Linked DNA regions of Rattus norvegicus: region 1 is linked to region 2. Evidence: chromatin contacts called from public Hi-C data. All regions are on one chromosome and are shown on one strand. Each heading gives the region's core, a stretch centred on a gene start, on an enhancer-like site or on the middle of the called end of the contact. The rest is flanking DNA. Distances are from core to core; before and after follow the strand shown. Region 1 overlaps Rcbtb2 (RCC1 and BTB domain containing protein 2). Region 2 has its middle 31 kb from the start of Rcbtb2.

The links. A called contact is a pair of places that touch in the nucleus more often than the background predicts.
Region 1: a Hi-C map of liver shows a contact between it and region 2, with 3 times the contacts expected there. The contact joins two enhancer-like sites. A contact is called at or near these places in 6 of 12 Hi-C or Micro-C datasets (hepatocytes, kidney, liver and 1 more).

The regions. Positions count from the first base shown.
Region 1 is chr15:54,761,325-54,766,030 of GRCr8, forward strand. Rcbtb2 (RCC1 and BTB domain containing protein 2) reads left to right here. Exons shown (of 15, transcript NM_199084.1): 11 at 2,473-2,663; 12 at 3,125-3,251. Among named protein-coding and RNA genes, the nearest start is that of Rcbtb2, 30 kb to the left of the region's middle. Within about 2 kb of position 1,872, at least 8 of the 93 cell types and tissues checked have an H3K27ac peak or open chromatin away from gene starts, as enhancers often do. A contact at or near this core is called in liver, where this site is marked.
Region 2 is chr15:54,701,146-54,705,618 of GRCr8, forward strand. No RefSeq gene overlaps it. Among named protein-coding and RNA genes, the nearest start is that of Rcbtb2, 31 kb to the right of the region's middle. Within about 2 kb of position 1,451, at least 8 of the 93 cell types and tissues checked have an H3K27ac peak or open chromatin away from gene starts, as enhancers often do. A contact at or near this core is called in liver, where this site is marked.

The sequences.
Region 1 (4,706 bases), core at 622-3,121, 61 kb after region 2:
GCCCATTGGATGGTTACAAAACCATGACTAGGAATTGGATTCTTAGTCTTTTGTCTCATAGAATGCCAGTGATAGTTAAGATGTCTGAGTGCTTAACAAAAACAAAACAAACAAAACAACAACAACAAAAAACTCTTTCATTAGCTGCTTAGTTATCTGTGTGTGTGTGCGTGCATGTGTGTGCGTGTGCGTGTGCGTGTGTGTGTGTGTGTGTGTGTGTGTGTGTGTGTGTGTGTGTGTGTGAGAGTCCACTACAGTGCCTCTTCAGCCAGGCAGTACCAAGGTGCCTTAGCATTCAGGGCACTCATTCCAGGGCCATCTCCAACTCCTCCTCCTGTGTTCATCAGCTACACAGAAGATGGGGCGTAGATGGTAGGACCCTGCTCTGGGTCCTCCCAACTAGCCCCCAATTTTTCTGCTATGCACATCATCCTTAGACCACTGTCTTCTTACCTCCCCTCCTTGTGCAGAGCTCTCTCCCACTCACTTGTCACATTAGCTAAGGACTGAGCTCATGGGCCTTTGTTCTAAGAGACACTGTGGTTCCTAGCAAACCCCATGGCTTACTGGCCCCACACTGGGTTGTCTGTTCCAGTGAGAAGCTCCATCAGTGCCTTTCTCCTGTCTTACTATGCTTCCCTCCCTCTGCCTGTAGCTTGGCTATAGGTTTTTCTCTGCCTCATAGGCTCTGTGTTCCTCTGACAAATCCAGAGTCTGCCAGGCCCAGTAGCTCTCAGGCCTGCTGTCTTACCTCCCAGAACTGGTAGACTGCCACACTCTCTTTTGCTGCTTCTCTCCTGGTGGAGGCTGAGCTCCCACAGTCTGTCCCTTGGGATGTCTGTTTGAATGATGTTAGTCACTGAAGAAGCTGCTCTTGATGCCCCAGTCTTCTGTATCACAGTGCCTCTGGGACAGTGGCTGCTTGGTAGCCTGTACCCTGTCTATACATTGTGCATTTTGCTCTTCCCACATTGTTTTTTTTTCCTTTAAAAATACAACAAAACTGATAAGACTATAAATGATTTGGCTTGTACAAACTACTGTTGCCTCAGAGCTAGTGTTGCACCCAAACCAGGATGCTCTGATGACTGCCACTGAGGCTCTTCTGTCTTCTGTGAGGTGGGGGCCTGCCAATACATCGATGGGAGCAGTGGGCATGCTTTTTCTTCTAGTAGCTGAATTTCTTTGGCTAACTTCACCTGTTTTCCATATCTGTTGAAAAGCATATACTTAGTAGAAAGCCAGATTCTTTGGACCATTTCCCATTGTACAGGGCCATTCTGCAGAGCACCAGATGTGGGAATCAGCTCCTTGATCCAACCACACAAATATTAGAAGAGATTAGGCAAGGTCTATCAACCCAAGTGGATGGCTCAAATGTAATCCCTAATCAGAGGCATTTCACTTAAAGCTGCACAGTGGTAAGTTAACTGCCAGAGGCCCTGGCTTTGTCCTGCACAAGCCCTGACCAATGAGACTAAAAGCCCAAACGTAATCTCTTATGCTAAATCTCCAGGTATGGATCTGAAAATAAGTTATTTAACCAATCTAAGGGGTCAGGATTAGTATTGTAGCCACAAACAGTCCCACTGACATTGCGTGACACTGTAGTTCCCTGTTTTAATCCAGTCACTCATTTTCCTGTGGTTTGGCTGACCGACCGTCTGTTTCTGTTTGTTTCTTTCATTCCTTCTGTACCCTCCTTTAGCTCAGCACACAGGCACACTTTATCTTGTGGAGTGAGCTTGCCCAATTGTAGAAGTGAAAAGAAAGGGAAGGAAGTTCTGATTTTGCCCTTTTATGGCAGCAGCAGTGTAGAGGCCCTGCTGTGCTGATTGCTGCATCAGACACTGCCCAGCACATGCAGGGATCCATTCAGTATATTGCATCCTTTTAGTGTGCAGAAGGCCCAGGAGCCACTCTGTATAAGACATCCTCCTGGCATGCAGAAGTCCCAGGGTTTATCTCTGGCATTAAAACAAAAACCATTGAGTTCCTTGTACAGAGCAGAAGCCAGGGTGACTTTTCAGCCCTCTCCTTTTAAAGTAACTGAAGGTTTGGTTTTGGTGACAGAGATGAGGCCAGGGTAGTTCTCCTGCTGGGCTAGTGCTTATGTATAGAACCCCATCCCACCTTGAGTTTTTATTCATTGATCTACGTTAGATGATCCAGGTCATTACCTAATTAGTAACGCCTTTAAGGATAAAACATTGCATTTTTTAAACTCAAAATCAGATGGCATATATTTTTAAGGCCTATTGATAATCAATAGATCCTCATGTTATGTTACTAAAATATGGCTCCAGCATTTGGTGACTGAAAGTGTTGGAAGTGGGGTATCCAAGTCTTGCTTTGTTCTTTCTGTTCCTTGGCCCTACCCACTTCTGTCAGCATAGTCTGGGTCACTGGCAAAGAGATGGCAGCTCCTGTCCTCCTGTTAATCATCTCTGTGGTGTCTGCTTGTGAATTTAGAATCATAGAGATTGCAGCCTGTCACTCTGCCCACACATCTGCTGCCAAGAGCCAGGGCGGGCACGTGTACATGTGGGGCCAATGCCGGGGCCAGTCGGTGATCCTTCCACACCTCACCCACTTCTGTTGCACTGATGACGTGTTTGCCTGCTTTGCCACCCCTGCTGTCACCTGGCGCCTTCTCTCCGTGGGTAAGCTTGTCCTTGTCCACTTGGGACAGTTCTGAGAATGAGGACCATGACATGTGACCTTAGGACTTCTTTGGGTACAGGATCTATGAACTTCTTTCTGGGGGCCCTTGGGAAGGGAACTAAAACTACTGGGAACCAACACTAATACTAATTACAGGTAATTTGATTTGATTGCTTTTTAATTGAAAACTGTCTTTTATTTTTATCTAGAAGCAGTCTAGATATTCAGACATCTTAAATTTAATTCAGTTAGTGAAATAGTTGGAAACATTTTTGGTTTTGACAAATTTACAATGATTGTTCAAAGATGTGAATCCATGTCTAGAGGCGAAAGCCTGTGCAGCTTTCAGTTGTCTGGGGGAGTCAGCGTTTCCTGAATGCCCAGTGAGTGGGCGCCTCCTTTTTGCCTTCATGTTCAACTGTCTATGACTGAACCTAGAAGCTGTGTTGCTTTCTCTTAGAACCCGACGACCACCTCACTGTGGCTGAGTCTCTGAAGAGGGAATTTGACAACCCTGATACTGCAGACCTCAAGTTTCTAGTTGATGGGAAATATATTTATGCTCACAAAGTCCTTCTCAAAATTAGGTAAGAGTGGGCCATAGGCAACAGTGCCTAATGATCCCTGGGACACATATGGTGGGCAGACAGCTGGCTCCCATTCATGTCCTCTACATGCATGCTGTTGTGGGTGTGTGTCACACTAAATAAATGTTTAAAATAATTAGTAAGAGCTCGTCTCTTTTGAGGAGTGAAATTAATTCATTTATCAATCACTTCAGGTATTCAAGGGAACTGTGCCAGGCACTTGAGTGATTAAGAGGCAGCTCTGTTGAGGCTGTTTGTGCCCTTAAAGCACAAAGTGTTAATGGGAGGGAAGGATATGAGACAAGATGTGGAAAGCAAGGTGGGCCACAAGTACTGGGTTTGTTCAGGAATAAGCCATGGAAGCTCTGGCTGTAGTTGGTTGCTAAGTGTGTCCTTGTCCTTGGCCAAGTGCTCTGATTTACTTTACTGCCTGGGACCTGAATACAGCCATGCAGACAGCCCAGAATACAGCCTGCAGACAGACAGCCCAGAATACAGCCTGCAGACAGACAGCCCAGAATACAGCCTGCAGACAAACAGCCCAGAATACAGCCTGCAGACAGACAGCGCAGAATACAGCCATGCTGGGGAAAAGAAAGCTGGGTTAGGGCAAGGCTTTTCCAGACCAAGGAGACCTGGGTGATGCTAAGACAAAAATGTTTTAAATCACATTTATTTTTTTAAAGATTTATTTATTTCATGTATGTGAGTACACTGTACCTGTCTTCAGACACACCAGAAGAGGGCATCAGATCTCATTACAGATGGTTGTGAGCCACCATGTGGTTGCTGGGAATTGAACTCAGGACCTCTGGAAGAGCAGTCAGTGCTCTTAACCGTCTGAGCATCTCTCCAGCCCTTAAATCACATTTATTACATTTATATTAATTTATTTTAAAATGTAAATAAATAACATGTATTTATCTGAGTAGTAAATGATATTCACCTCACCTTAGCTCCATGTGCACAGTCTGTGACGCCATCACCCTATCATCAGAGATCCCATGCCCCACACTGAGCAACCATTGATTGTTCTTCCTGTCATCATACACACTAAGCACTTTCCAGAAGCTTATATATATATAATTATATAGCATCTCTTCTTTTCTGCCTGCCTCTTTTCTGCTAGCATAATGATTTGGGATTGTGTTGCCCCTGTGTAAAAGATACTGAGATCCTCTTTCAGTGACGCATAAACCCACTGTGGTATTTTGGTGTCAGGTTCCCATTCTGTAAGGTCACATAGTGTCACCTGACTCACCACAGAGCATATACTTTCACAAAGGAAGTATGAGCTTAGTTTACCGTGACAGAGCACTATACACACTCGGCCTAAGTCACGGCAACTTACTTTATCATAGTGGCAGTGTGGTGTTTTCACCAAGCCTACACTTGAATTGTGGTAGTTTGTGGCGGTCTTTGTCTTTCTGAGGCACGATTCTTAACGCTTTCTGA
Region 2 (4,473 bases), core at 201-2,700:
TCTGCCCCCCTCATCTTTTAGGTCTAGAGCCCCTCTGTCTACCAGTTACCACCGCATGTTGGCTTCTGGTTATTTTTAATACTTGGTAACCACCCAAGTAATTAGCACTTTATTTCACTTAAAAAAAAAAAAAACTAAATCACCACCCTCATTGCCCAGTATGCTCCTCTCTGGTGGCCCAGATCCTACTGTGTCTGCTCCTGTTGCCTCCCTCAACGAGGCATCAGCTTGGCTTGCAGCTCAACAACAGCTTCCACTAGACAAAACATGGAACACTGACCCAACTCCAAACAAATGCCTTTCTGTGGACCTAAGAACAGGGAGGAAAGCAGCTGAGACAGCAGTCAAGGCACAAGCCCCTGAGGGTGAAACCTGAAGCCTTTACTGCTGTGCTGAAAGGACCCCCAAACCACAGGTCACCATGGCAACCCAAATGGCTCATCCAAAACTCGAGGGTCATCTTTAATTTACAGAAGTGACACTTAGCAACAGGGTAGGCGGGGCGATTGTTCTACTGTCAGATTGTGAACTCAGGGCATTCAGTCTGCAAGCCACAGAGCTGAAGGATTTGGGCACAGCTGTTCTCCCCTCACGTGCCAACATTCAAATAAAAGGTTCCTTCTGCTATTGAGGAATGTGAGGCCAGGGGCAACAGGTGGCCATGAAGAGGTAGAGATAGAAAGACAATGGCTACAGTAATCAGACAAACCAGGACGGTGTTTCATGAAAAGGGCGTTTTGTATATGTCATTGATAACTTTTGTAGAGGAAAAGTGGATGTTCCTTTTAGAGTAGGGAGATGGTTTCCGACACAGCCATGTTTCCTGAGGCAAGGGATAAATAGAAAGAGCAAACCTTCTCGTGTAGAATCGGGGCATCTGCATCCCTGTGGTGTGGTGTTGCCTGGCAACACACAGGATGCATCATTCTACTTCATTTCAGAAATACAACTATCTTCTGGCATAAATAAGTCTCATGTGCTGTATATTCTTAAAATTATTTGTTTTATATCTGAAATTCACATTCACCCAGAATTCTTTATCTTTTTATTTGCTAAACCTGACATCTCTATTATTATTTTTTTTAGAAGAACAGGAAATGGAAATTCACATAGAGTTGGGATCAAGATGGAGTCCAGGACATAAGGAGAGGTTGATGGGAAGCCATCCAGTGAGCACCACAGAGGATGTTTCTAGAGACTAGATCTGTGATGCCTTAACACACAGAACATATGTGAGAGAGTCGGCGTTTGCACTTAAAGCTGTGGCACAAGCCAATGGTTAACTAGGAGATGTGCAAGGGGAAACGTGCTTATTCAAAAATATTTTAGCTAGTAGTGAGCAAAACTTAAAGAACATTGAGCTTTCTGATTCTTTTCATACTCATCAGCCTCCTCTTCGAACCGCTAAAGTAGAGATTCTAGTTTTGCTCTGCAGGGGGCAGCATATCCCTGCAAAGAGATCATCAACTTTCCTCCTTCAATATCCAAGGAAATTTAAGCATGAATAAATCTAAACGTCAGCTCTCGAGACCTGAAAAAGGGAGGAGCCTCAAAAGGAGAACGGAAAGTGTGCATCACGTTTGTCCAAGGCAAAATCCACCATACCCCTGCCCCCACTCAATAGGTTTGTTTTTTGTCTTTAACTTTGCTGTCCACTTTCTAAAACAAGATTCAGCACCAGTTCAAAAACTGTCAAATGGATAAAAAGCTATGTTATTTTGAGCTCTGGACCGTTTCTGGTTAAATACACAAGAAAATGCATGTCTGTAATACTCCCAACACAGATCGCCCACCTCCCTGAGGCCCTGCTGCCTAGCTGGCTCAGATGGCACCGGGCTCAGTTATCCCCAGGAGGCACCATCTATAACTGAAATGGACTTTAGCACTAGTTGGCACAAAATGCCGGAGTAGCACCAACACCCACATCTGATTACAGCTTTTTACAGGGCTTATAGGGTTCAGAGACTATCTGGTGCCACGCCATTAGGAAAATCACGTGGTTTCCTCACGGTTAATGATTGCCAGGCTCTGAATAAGTGGCCCAACCTTTGTATTTAAAGAACAGGTGATCCACCCAGACAGACAATCCCTGGCTCACCCTGGGAGCTGCAGAAACCCTCTATCAAAGAAAGACAGAGCAGGGGTGGGGGGTTGGTTTAAAGAAAAGCTGGGAATCAGTTTTGTTAGCAGCTGCCCAGTTTCTCTTTTCCAGTGCGGCCTCCCTGGAAGGCACCCGCTGCTCCCCAGAACCCAGACGTCTGCTCCCTTCTTCAGGCAAAGCTATCTGCAGGCGAGTTTAAACTTGAAGGTGTTAATTGCCCAGACCAGGGCGTTTGAGTGCTTGTCTAATTTGCTCTGGAAAATGGGGTGTTGCCTCAGTCAAAGGAATCTCACTGTGAGCAGGTGTGTCAGGCCCTTCCAGAGAGCAACTCTCGGGCTATCGCTGGGCTGGGCCAGATGGGCAAGGAGTGTCTGGCCTCAGTGCCATTTCCTCACACAGGGCAGCCTTACTCCTGATACGCTTTGGACGGAACCAAATCTAAATATGCTGAACAAAAAAAGCCCTGGATTTAACCAATCCTTTCCTTCCTCCTCCCGGAACTGTCCCAGAGAAGTGGTTCCATAAATGAGTATTGAGCTTAAGAAAAAAAATAGAATAAATAAATAAATATCCCTTAGCCAAGCATAGTGGCATATTCTTGGAATCTCAACACTCAGGAGTCTGAGACAGGAGGATGACTAGTTCCAAGCCAGTGAGGAATCCATAGTGAGGCTCTCATTCAAATCGTCGTTGTCATTATCATCCAATGAGGAGTTTTTAACAAAAACTAAAGATGTTACATCATCTTGCTATCTACTTCATAACTAAAAATCCCAGTAAGCACAGTATCCATGGCTGGGGCTGACGCTTCCATTTGGACATCAGAATAAGGAAAGGAAGAGTTAAGAGAAGAACAGAGAAGACACTAGCTAAAAGGCCTTTCTATCTTTGACATATGCTCACCTCTCTCTCTGCCAAGCAAATGGAGAACTAGCCTTCAGGGAAGAGAATCAAGCCAGTCTCCATCTTCCCTTCTAAGGGCAAGTAGCCACTTCCCTCAGAGCAGGTGTCATGTCATCTCTGGTAGCAGAGGCGATGACCCAGCTGTAGGGAGTAGAAATTCAGAGATGTCACACATCTCATTCTGCAGGACAGGGATTGGTTCACAGACCTCAAGACTTCCATCACTGGCCAGGAGGACACTGAGAAATGCCCCCTTTCTCTTCCTCTAGGGTTCTGGCTGGGAGGCTTCCTGGCTAAGCTTCTCATCCCCATTCTGTGGCCCCAGAAAGTCAACCTCCAGAGGTGGGGTTTTGATTTCTTCCATCGCTGGTGTGCTATGTACAAGTGGAGCAAGGCAGGGCCTTCTTCGATTTGTGGTAAGTTGTAATGGTCCCCACATTGGTCTGTTCTCTTTCCTGACCTCACAAACCCCTTAGAAGGAAGGATCCAGTATTGCAAGGAGCTACCATTGCCCTTAGAGACAAGCCTGTAAGCCCTATAAACCCTCCGTCCTGGAATACTAATTTACTCTGTATCTCCTAACAGCCTGTATCCATTTACTCAGTCCTCTACAAATATTTGAGAAAAACATAACCTATCAAGCTCTTTTCAAGGCCTAGGAAATACAACATCCCTTCCTTCCCAGAGCATTTAGCCCACTGGAGAATATGAAAATTAAATACACAGTTCTGAAGGATACTCAACATCTAGACAAAGGAGGTGCACTTGCTGTCCTGTAAGATTTAGGATCCCATTTAACCCTACTTGCTTACAGACTAATACCTTAACTTGTCTTCGTGTCCTGGAAGGTCAGAGAACATGAGAGTCCTTGTCCTAGACCAGAAAGAAGCAAGAGACTTTCGTTCTTATCCCCTCTGAGCAGTGTGAAGAGTGGTCCTTCCCTCAAGCTCTACTAGACCAGATGAATGGTCAGTGCTCTCAGGCCCTAAGTAGCATGCTAGCTCAGGAGGTCTCTGCTTATAGTCTACCCACTCACTAGCAGATAGGAAAGAGGTCTCTGGAAAGTTATCCTTTTCAAAGACCCTTCCCTTGTTCTTCAAGGTCATTCATAGCAAACACCAGAGAAAGGGCCCAGGGGGAAAGCATACATGGGACCTTACATTCCTAGAAGTCTCAGCAAGAGATTTGCAGTCTCAGAATAACTCCTATCTCCATAGCAACTTTGCTGGGAAACTTCCCAGACTCAGAGTTGGCTCCTCGCCTCTTATTCTCTCCTTTTTTGTTTGTTTTTTACATTCCATTTTAATGTTTAACCTGGTAGGCCCGGATAGCCACCAACAGAAGGTAAGGAGGCAGGATCTGTGTTCCTTCCTGCTGGCAAGTGCTCTGAGGTGGCCTTGGGTAAAGGGCTTAATTTCTTCTTTCTCCCCTGTAAATGGAAGATAATGATATTTTCCTACCACCTCTTC